Regions from separate parts of the Sus scrofa genome. Here region 1 is linked to region 2. A link is a contact called in public Hi-C data. All regions are on one chromosome and are shown on one strand. The core of a region is the stretch at or near the end of the contact, and the rest is flanking DNA. Distances in the headings are between cores, read along the strand shown. Region 1 overlaps ATP8B1 (phospholipid-transporting ATPase IC). Region 2 has its middle 59 kb from the start of ATP8B1.

What was found. A called contact is a pair of places that touch in the nucleus more often than the background predicts.
Region 1: a Hi-C map of liver shows a contact between it and region 2, with 8 times the contacts expected there. The contact joins two enhancer-like sites. A contact is called at or near these places in 1 of 5 promoter capture datasets (liver) and 4 of 47 Hi-C or Micro-C datasets (liver and skeletal muscle).

What each region holds. Positions count from the first base shown.
Region 1 is chr1:163,035,742-163,040,669 of Sscrofa11.1, forward strand. ATP8B1 (phospholipid-transporting ATPase IC) reads left to right here. Exons shown (of 28, transcript XM_021100031.1): 16 at 4,585-4,773. Among named protein-coding and RNA genes, the nearest start is that of SLC51B, 43 kb to the right of the region's middle. Within about 2 kb of position 1,575, at least 6 of the 83 cell types and tissues checked have an H3K27ac peak or open chromatin away from gene starts, as enhancers often do. A contact at or near this core is called in liver, where this site is marked.
Region 2 is chr1:162,874,700-162,879,894 of Sscrofa11.1, forward strand. No RefSeq gene overlaps it. Among named protein-coding and RNA genes, the nearest start is that of ATP8B1, 59 kb to the right of the region's middle. Within about 2 kb of position 3,137, at least 12 of the 83 cell types and tissues checked have an H3K27ac peak or open chromatin away from gene starts, as enhancers often do. A contact at or near this core is called in liver, where this site is marked.

The DNA of each region.
Region 1 (4,928 bases), core at 325-2,824, 160 kb after region 2:
AACAGACAGTTTGTATGGCCCAAGTGTTGAGTACATTTAGAGACACATGGAGACTACATGTGGAAGTGGTGTTAGTTTTCTATTGCTCTGCGGTGGCTCACCACAACTCAGTAACTTAAATCACCCCTTCATTCGCTCTCATTTCTTTAGGTTAGAAGTCTAGACATGGCATGACTTTAAGGCTAAGGATCTCCCTGAAGTCAAGACCGGGCCACGCTGTCATCTGGAGATCAGCAACCTCTTCCAATCTTATAGTAGGATTCAGTTCTCTGTGGTTGTAGAACTGCAGTCTCCATTTCCTTGCTGACTCTCAACTGGGGCCTCTCTCTGCTCCCCCAGGCCTCCCTCCTTCCTGGCCACATGGTTCCCTCCATCTTCAAAGTTGGCAGTGGAGAAACTCCCTTCCATCAAACCCCTTCCATGCTTCAAGCCTCTCTCCCCTGGAAGAGCCCCATCCCTTTTGAGGACTTACCCAATTCGGTTGGAAACACCCAGATAATTATCTTAACATCAACCAATTTGGACCTTGATTATATCTGTAAAATCCCTTCCCAGCAGTACCTCGATTAGAGTTTGCTTGAATAACTGGGAGAAAGTATATGTATACACAGGAAGGGAGCCACACGCCCGCCTCCTGCAGAGGCCATGCAAGAACAGAGCATGAGAGGCTTGGAGGCGTTTCTTCACCTGAAGGCCTTCAGTTGGCATGCATCTTGAGATTATGATTAGAGAGCTGTGTTCTAGGAGTTTGAAGCAGAGACACACTGGAGGTCAGTGAGGAAACTGAGAACCCGGATGAGCATGGGGTCTTTGGGAAGAAACAAATGTGGGTGGTATTCAGTCTGAGAGGTGACTGAATGATGATCAGTCAGAGGAAGCTATGGAATCAGGATAATGAGAGGCGGGGTTTGTTGTTTGAGCATCTTCTTCTTTTTTTTTTTTTTTCCTGGTCTTTTTAGGGCCATACCCACAGCATATGGAAGTTCCCAAGTTAGGGGTCAAATCGGAGTTGGAGCCACTGGCCTACGTCATAGCCACAGCAATGCCATATCCGAACCTCATCTGTGACCTACACTGCAGCTTGCAGTAACACCAGATCCTTAACCCACTTAGTGAGTCCAGGGATCAAACCTGTGTCCTCATGGATACTAGTAGGGTTCTTAACCACTGAGCCACAATGGTAACTCCTTGAGCATCTTTTGAATTTGTGTCAATTCCTCGATCCAGAAGTGAGTCTTTTTTTTTTTTTTTTTGGTCTTTCTGCCTTTTCTAGGGCCACTCCTGAGGTATATGGAGGTTCCCAGGCTAGAGATCCCACAGCAATGCGGGATCTGAGCTGCATCTGTGACCTACAGCACAGCTCACGGCAGCGCCGGATCCTTAACCCACTGAGCAAGGCCAGGGATCGAACTCTCGACTTCATGGTTCCTAGTGGGATTTGTTAACCACTGTACCATGACAGGAATGCCCACAAGTGAGTCTTAAAAGAAAAGAAGGTATCTTTGGTTGCATCTGAGCATGTGGCGGATAGTTTCATTCATAAAAGGTTTCAGGGGGTTAATTTTTAGTCCCGGTTTCCTCCTGCAAACAGAAGTTTGGAGTTTGAACCAGGTCCCTGAAGTTCCACCTGTCTCTATTAGCCTGCAGTTCTGATTCCCTTGCTAGAACAAAATGGAAGGATTTTCTCTTTATGATAAAAGTATCAGTGTTTGCTCCAGATATGATTGTCTTACTCATGGGAACTTTATCACCTTTTATTATTTTGATCCTTTTTTTCCATTGGAAATAATTTTGCCTTCAGTATGATGCAATATATCCCTGCCAGGGATACTTGCTAAAGGAGGGGACTGTGTTCTCACTGCTACTTGTTTAGCTCTGGTTAAATATTTTACCCTCTGGCATGTGTGTATATTTGTAGAAGGGCTGGATTTAGAGGGCACATGTGTAACTTCTGGTGTATGACTTTCTGGGTGAACAAATAGAGACCAACTGAGTGTCACCTTTAATTACTAACTGGGAGTGAGTTAATACTTAGGGTGAACCATCTGAGCATGTATGTGAAGAGAAGAGGGTAGGGAAGGGCGTTTGGCACTACCAACTGGTGTTCACCCTGGGGCATCTTCCCCTTTCTCCTGGATGGCTGCGTGGAGAGCTGCCCATCCATCCATGGCTTGCATCCTGGGCAAACCTGGTAGGAAACAAAATGCCTTTTCCTGTGAAAATTCATTTGACCATTGAAATAGTTTTCATTCGACTTTGAGGCAAAAGAACTAAGAGTGGAAAAATAGAAAATCTTGGATGGGCAGAGCTTTTTAAAAATATTTTTTATAGATGTATAGCTTCTGTACAGAGACAAACACATAGCTCAATGAATTTTCACAAACTGAATATTCCCTTGTCATGAGCACTCAGATTTTTTTACAACAGAACATTATCAGTTCCCCGGATGTTCCCTTCCAGCCATTGCCCCTCCAGGGGTAACTATTACAATGGCCCTGACTTTGATAGTGTGGGTTCGCGTTGTCTATTTTGTGCTCCGTAGTAACTGGAATCATGTAGTTTTTACTTGGTGTCTGGCTTCTTTCACTAGAAAGAAATGGTGAGATTTACTCCTGTTGTTGCAAAGTAGTTGTAAAAAAAAAGGCAGTTTCCCATTATTTAACTTTTAAACATCAAGATATTGAAACAGATTGATAAATTTTGAGATTTTTTTTAAGTTATGAGAGTATATCTAAAATGACATAATAGGCACATTCTTCTAGAAGGAAAATAACCTGGTACAACCCTTTTAGAAAATAAGTGAGTGATATATGTGCCAACAGGCTTAAAAATTATCAGCATTCTTTAGCTGAGTATTTTCACTACTAGGAAGCTATCCTTAGAAAACAGAGACAGGAGTTCCCATTGTGGCTCTGGTTAATGAATCCGACTAGGAACCATGAGGTTGCAGGTTCGATCCCTGGCTTTGTTCAGTGGGTTAAGGATTCGGCATTGCAGTGAGCTGTGGTGTATAGGTCGCAGACACGGCTCGGATCCCGCATTGCTGTGTCTGTGGTGTAGGCTGGCGGCTACAGCTCCCACTAGACCCCTGCACCTGGGAACCTCCATATGCCACAGGAGCGTCCCTAGAAAAGGCAAAAAGTCAAAAAAAGAAAGAAAACAGAAAAACTTTTATACACATACAAAATGATTATTACAATGCTACTTTTCTTATTTCTTACCTTTTTTTTTTTTTTTTTTTTTTTTTTGGCTGTGCCTGCAGCATTTAGAAATTCCCGGGCCAGGGGATCAAATCCACATCACAGCAGTGACCCAAGCCACTGCAGTGATAACACCAGATCCTTAACCTGCTGGGCCAAAACGGAACTCCTACCATGTTAACTTTTGAGAGTACAAAACATTTAGGAAAGGAATTAAATGCCTGTAATAGGAAAACGGTCACATGTTACATTCACAAGTTACATTCATTAGTAAATAGTGTATAGAAAGAATTTTTAAAGCTGTGATAACATGCTCAAAATACAGTTAAAATAATCAGGATGTAATATATATTTAGCATGATAGAAACTATTACAGAAATAGGCATTTCCCAAAGAATTGGAAGAAATTATAAGAAAATGTCAATAGTGTTACATTTCCTCTGGATTATGAGATTTTTTTCCCCCCTTGGCCAGTTTTTTTTTTTTTTTTTTTTTTGGCCAGTTCTTTTTTTAACTTCTAGTTTATATTATTGTTTATAATTAGAAATAAAATGTTAAACAATTTATTTTAGTTATTTATTTTTCTCATTTTTGGCCACCCAGTGGCATATGGAGTTTCCGGGCCAGGGATTAGTTTCAAGCTGCAGTTGTGACCTAAGTTGCAGCTGCAGCACCAGATCCTTTACCCACTGTTCCTGGTTGGGGATAGAACCTGCATCTCAGCACTTCCAAAATGCTGCTGATCCCATTGAGCCACAGCGGGAACTCCTGAAGTTGAAACAATTTCATTCTCTCCTTTTTTGGGTGTGTGTGTGTGTGTGTGTGTGTGTGTGTGTTTTAGGGCCGTATCCACAGCATATGGAGGTTCCCAGGCTAGGGGTCCAGTTGAAGCTGTAGCCACTGGCCTACACCACAGCCACAGCAACTTGGGATCTGAGCCAAGTTTGCAACCTACACCACAGCTCAGGGCAATGCCAGATCCTTAACCCACTGAGTGAGGCCAGAGGTTGAACCTGCGTCCTCATGGATACTAGTTGGGTTCGTTAACTTCTGAGCCATGAAGGGAACTCCCATTTAAACAATTTAAAGTTAATGTTGGCATACTCCTTAAGAATCTATGGCTGGTTTTCTTGGGGGTTTTGTGGGCTCTGCAGTATGGTTGGGCCATCTGTGGCTGCCGCGGTTGAATATATTCTCTGTAGTCTGCTGTCACAGATGAGATTCAAGCATCCACGGAATTTGGCATCCGTGGGGCTCCTGGAACAATCCCACCACAGATACCAAGGGACAACTATACATCCTCATCCCCCACATGAACCATGCTGGTGAGCACTTGGTGGTGAGCTCAGCTTTTCTGGTTTTTCTCTTCTGCCTCCTTTGCTAGGTCAGCTCAATTACCAGGCAGCCTCTCCTGATGAAGGCGCTCTGGTAAACGCCGCCAGGAACTTCGGCTTTGCCTTCCTCGCCAGGACCCAGAACACGATCACCATCAGCGAGTTGGGCACCGAGAGGACCTACAATGTTCTGGCCATTTTAGACTTCAACAGTGACCGGAAGCGAATGTCTATAATTGGTAAGTGTCTCTCAGAGTACATCTGTGAGTCGCGTGGTGAGATGCTGCCTTTTGCACGTGCCTTTTGCACGACGCCAGGATGAAACGGACAATGAGGGGACCCCTTGGCTCTTGGAGGGTTTCTGCAGGCTTGTTGAAACTAGTGTTTTCTCCCT
Region 2 (5,195 bases), core at 1,887-4,386:
CTGATATCGCCCCTGGGATGTCTAACCATCTTCCCAAACATGAAGGTACGCAGGACGGAATTAAAAGACCTAAACCCACATTACACAAGCCAGAAGTCATTACAAATAATATGTAACAAGGGCTTACACTGTCTATAAAAGTCTAGAGCTATCATGCTGTTCACTTGGACAAGCTGTAGATCCTGTGTGACTGTTGAGCAGGACTGTTTACTTGCCACTGTCTTAACCACCTGTTAGTCTGAATTCTTTTATGGTGCAGGAAGCAGAAAGCCTGTCTTTGGCACTGGTTTGATGCCATGTCCTGTGCCTCTCCTCTCACAGGCAGCAGAGGGTACATGCTGGACACCTGGTGAATGTCCTGCTCTGTTCCATGGTCCAGTGGGCAGCCATTACCATGTTGATAAAACACACATGACATAACATTTGCCCCTGTCACCTTTATTAAATATACTCTTCAGTGGAAGTATACCTCTGCTTGAGCTGCTGCAACAAAACACCATAGCCTGGGTGGCTTACCCAGAAGAAATCTTTTTTGTTTTTTCACAGTTCGGGAGGCTAGAAGTCCTGAATCAAAATCTGGCAGGGCTCAGTTTCTGATGAGGGCTTTCTTTCTGGCTTGTGGATGGCTGCCTTCTCTGCGGCTCCTCACAAGGCCTTTTGCCTGTGTGTGTGTGTGTGTGTGTGTGTGTGTGTGTGTGTGTGTGTAGGCAGGTGAGCAGGTGGGGGAGAAGGATAGAGACACCAGGTGATACTGGAATAGGGTCTGAACCTGGGGCTTTTACCTCTCCCTCCCTTACTAGTAGAAGGTCTTTTTTTCTCCTGTTCTTTCCCCAAAATCAATAGGTCTTTTTCTTGATCTTAGAGGTAGAGGTTTGTTGCCCTTTCCCAGTGGCTAAAACCTTTGTTCTCTGAGCAACAAGAGTCCAGTCCGGGGAGTTCCCATGGTAGCTTAGAGGGTTACAAACCCGACTAGTATCCATGAGGATGTAGGTTCGATCCCTGGCCTGCTCAGTGGGTTAAGGATCTGGCGTTGCTGTGGCTGTGGTGTAGGCCAGTGGCTACAGCTCTGATTCAACCCCTAGCCGGGGAACCTCTATGTGCCACAGGTGCGGCCCTAAAAAAGCAGGGAAGTGGAGTTTTACACCATATGACAGCAGGGGCCAACCCCCTCTCACAGGCCTACCCCACCGAGGGTGCCTCTCTCTGGTCCCCCACCCTGTACCCTATCCCCACCATGCCCCCCATATTCTTGTGAGCACCCTGGGAAGCCCCAGGAAAAGAACTGTAAATGAGTGCAAGCTTCCCTTGTGTCTGGGCTGATTTCTTCTTATCTGCCTATATGCCTCTTCCTCCTGTGCTTGGCCACAAATGGAAACAGTCCACGCATCCCACCTTAGGGTGGTGAGTCCTTTCTCTCCTTGGAATTCCAGCATCTTAGCTGCCTTGCAACACCTGCTGTGTGAAGTGCACAAGAAAAATTATGATGCCGTAGTTTACTCAGTTTTCTCTTATTGTTAGGATGGGAGCAAAGTACTCTCCAGATTGCAACATCCTCAGTAGGAGAGCTATTGCACAGGTATTTTGAAGTCCAAATGAAGACATCTAAGTGCAGTCCCTTAATAGAGTCTATAGTCTTCATAAAAATTAAAGTGATTATGTTACATTACACTACATTAAAGGCAGCAGGCAAGATCTCTAGGAATACAACCATGGTTTGTAATAGCAAACAAACAAACAATGGAAATGATCAATATTTCTCCCAACGGCACAGTAGATAAATGGTGATATAGCCACACAATGGGATGACATGCAACTGCGCTCAACCATGCTAAAGCATCTAAGAAATATGTCAAGCTACAGAAGCCAGACACAAAAGAGCATATACAGTATGATTCTGTTTATAGAAAGTTTGAAAACATGCAGAAAACTGAAAACAATATATTTTAGGATAGATCATATGTGGCAAAGCTATAATGAAAAGCAAGAGCATGATTAGCAGACAATTCAGAAGCCTGGTTACTATTTTTTTTTTTTTTGAAGCAATAACTTGATAAAAAGCCTGTGCAATTTCCATTTCTCCGTGACAGTTGTCTTCATTGCTTTATGGCACTTTGGGGAAGGTCAGATGTAATGACTGATGATTAAACATTAATTTTCTGGCTGCCGAGGTGTAGCCTAAATTAGATCCTTTTCTCCATGGACGTGAGGAGTTCACTCTGTGACACTGACTCACATTATGTGTGAGCTTCATTGCCACCCCCTGTCATCTTGGGACCCTCAGGGTCAGAAATGGCAGCTCTCCCGTAAGGAGAATTAACGATTCAAGTTTCTCATGAGTCTAGCAGGGTTTGCCACATGCTGACTGCAGAAAAGGGTGGATACTATCTAATACAACAGCTTAGGTGTCCTCAAAGAAAACCAGGTCCCATCTTATCTCACCAGAGGAAGACCAGCCCCATGGTCAAGGGTTCTAAGTGGGTGAGAGAGCAATGGACTGTCTGGTGACCCAATAAAGAAAGTCACATTTCAAAGCAGCATGTGTTGGAGTTCCTGTGTGAACAGCGGGTTAAGGGTGCTACGTTATCACTGCTGTGGTTCAGGTGGCTGATATGGCACAGGTTTGAGCCCTGGCCCAGGAATTTCTCTATGCTACAGGCGAGGCCAAAAAAAAAAAAAAAAAAAAAAAGCAAGGAGTAGTAATGCAGCATGTGTTTTGACAGGGCCTAATCCCCTGTCCCTCCAAGGGGCACCAGGTATACCTTATCCAGACAAGTGGAAAGTACTTGAAAAAGCATTTATAAAGCATTTACCCAGCATTAACCTTGGACTTACTAATGTCAAGCACTGCTCTAGGCACATTATAAATACTAGCCCATTTAGTCCTCATAACACCCCTAAGAGGTGGGTAATATTATTATCCCCATTTAACAGAGGCGAAAACAGAGGCAGGAACATGGGCTCAGCCATCTGGCTCCAGAGCCCAGGCTCTCAAACCACCCTGCCGAGGTGGCACAGAGGCAGGAACATGGGCTCAGTCATCTGGCTCCAGAGCCCAGGCTCTCAAACCACCACCCTGGGCTGCCTCCCTGTCTCCAGCTGCTTTCACTGCCCTCTGGCTGATCCATGGCTCCTGACTTCTGAGGCAGTGACCTTTGTATAGACAGAGGGAGGGGTCTTGCCCAACCTCCTCTGCCACTGTGTAGACATGAGCTTGTTTTCATAGAATTTACCTACCTCCCTGGGGCCAGCAGCCAGATTTGCATAGCTAGAGCCCAGCCCAGTGGAATGCCACCCAGGGCCCCTGCTTAGATCAGACTCTCAACAGCAGCCCCAGGGCCGAAGTCACAAGAAACTACAAGAGACGGGGTTAAAATATGCGTGAAAATGAGAAACAGGAAGAATGACCTAGTGAGCAGAGAAGACCAACGTCAACAAGAAACCCTTCTCAGCCTCGTTGAGACTGAGTGGACAAATCCCCCACAGGTCTTCACCTGTGAAATAAGCTGGACCAGGCATTTCCACACACAGTCATGCCTCTGAAACCCCTGGAGAGCTTTGGAAAAACATAGAGGTCTCTCCTCCCAACTCCCAAGTTCTGGCACAGAAGGCTCGGCCCTCTTCTGGAGCAGTTCATTCTCCAGTGAGTCAAGATAACCCAATCTTTTAGCATATGCCAGGCTAATAAGAAAGAGTTCTGCATTACTGTGAGATTTGCATTCATTAGAGAATTAAAAAGAATTCCTAGCAAGATATCAACCACTCTAACAGCTAGAGAAGTTGATAACCTCCTCTCTTATCAAAATATATAGTTTTAAATTTTGAATGGGAAGGAAAAGTTCTTTTAGCTCTTAGAGCCAGAGCTTACTTGTCACACGCTGTGCCAGGCACAGCATCCTCTTATTTGAACAACCCTCTGAGTTATGTTCCATCATCTCCATTTTACAAGTAAAAAGTGGGATGAGGGGAAGATGATTTTTTTTTTTGCTGGTTATCACGAAGGTCATAAAAGTCTGCTAGACCCTGGATAAATATGTTACCATAGAAGCTCTCCATGTATTTCCATAGATTCATTCGTCCTGTTCCATATATACATTCATTCATTCATTCAATGAATATTTACTGAGCCATTTGTTTTCCTTAATCCTGAGAGCACAAAACATATCACGTGATCTCATGGATAAGGAAGCTTCCTGCTTGATTAGTAGCCCATTTCAAAACATCTCCCATTTTCTCAAAATGAGGAAGCCCTGAGGAGAATGAAAAAGATCTGAACCCTTCCTAAATGGACCAGGATACATGCTTGACTCTCTATTCATGAAAATCTCAATTCTGCATTTTAAGAACATCCATCTCCATCCTTCGATCAATACAAGTTTTCTTTGAACATTTTTCAAAGAATATTAATAGGAATATTACTATGAAAAGAAATCTTGGAAAAGGGACCCCAGAAAGAGAAAACTTCGGTTTAAAAGAGGGACAGAGAAAATTAGAATAGACATCTGATTGAGAAAACTTTTTTCTCAAACAAGGCTGATTATACTGGGCTCCAGTCAGAGTTAATGAGTAACAGAAATGTACACTACTCTGTCTTTCCCTCCATGCACTACTTATCCAGGAAAAAACTCCTGGCTCAGTGTAGTCCATCTGTACCACTGTCACTTTAATTTATTGAAATATTTATTATTATTAAAACAATTTTTAGAACAAGTTGAGTAATTTAAATTATTTTCACCCACACTTTCATGGCCCAATACCAAAACTTTCCATAGCTCCTCTACCTTTATTATCTTGAATGGTAATACACAATTTTTCTGTCATCAGTGTGTGTGCAATTTTCTTGTATTTTAAATTTAATATATTTTTGTAAGTACTTTTCTAAGGTCTGGCAAAATATGCAAGTGTTTCATTTTTGATAGCTGCACAGTATTACCAGGCACCATCATTTAAAAAAAACAAAACATGGAGTTCCTGTTGTGGCTCAGCAGATTAAGATCCCAACCAGGATCCATGAGGATGTTGGTTCGATCCCTGGCCTCGCTAAGTGGGTTAAAGATCTGGTGTTGCCAGGAGCTGTGGTGGACCTTGCAGGTGTGGCTCAGATCTGATGTTGCTATGGCTGTGGTATAGGCGGGCAGCTGTAGCTCCAATTTGACCCCTGACCTGGGAACCTCCATATGCAGCAGCTGTGGCCCTAA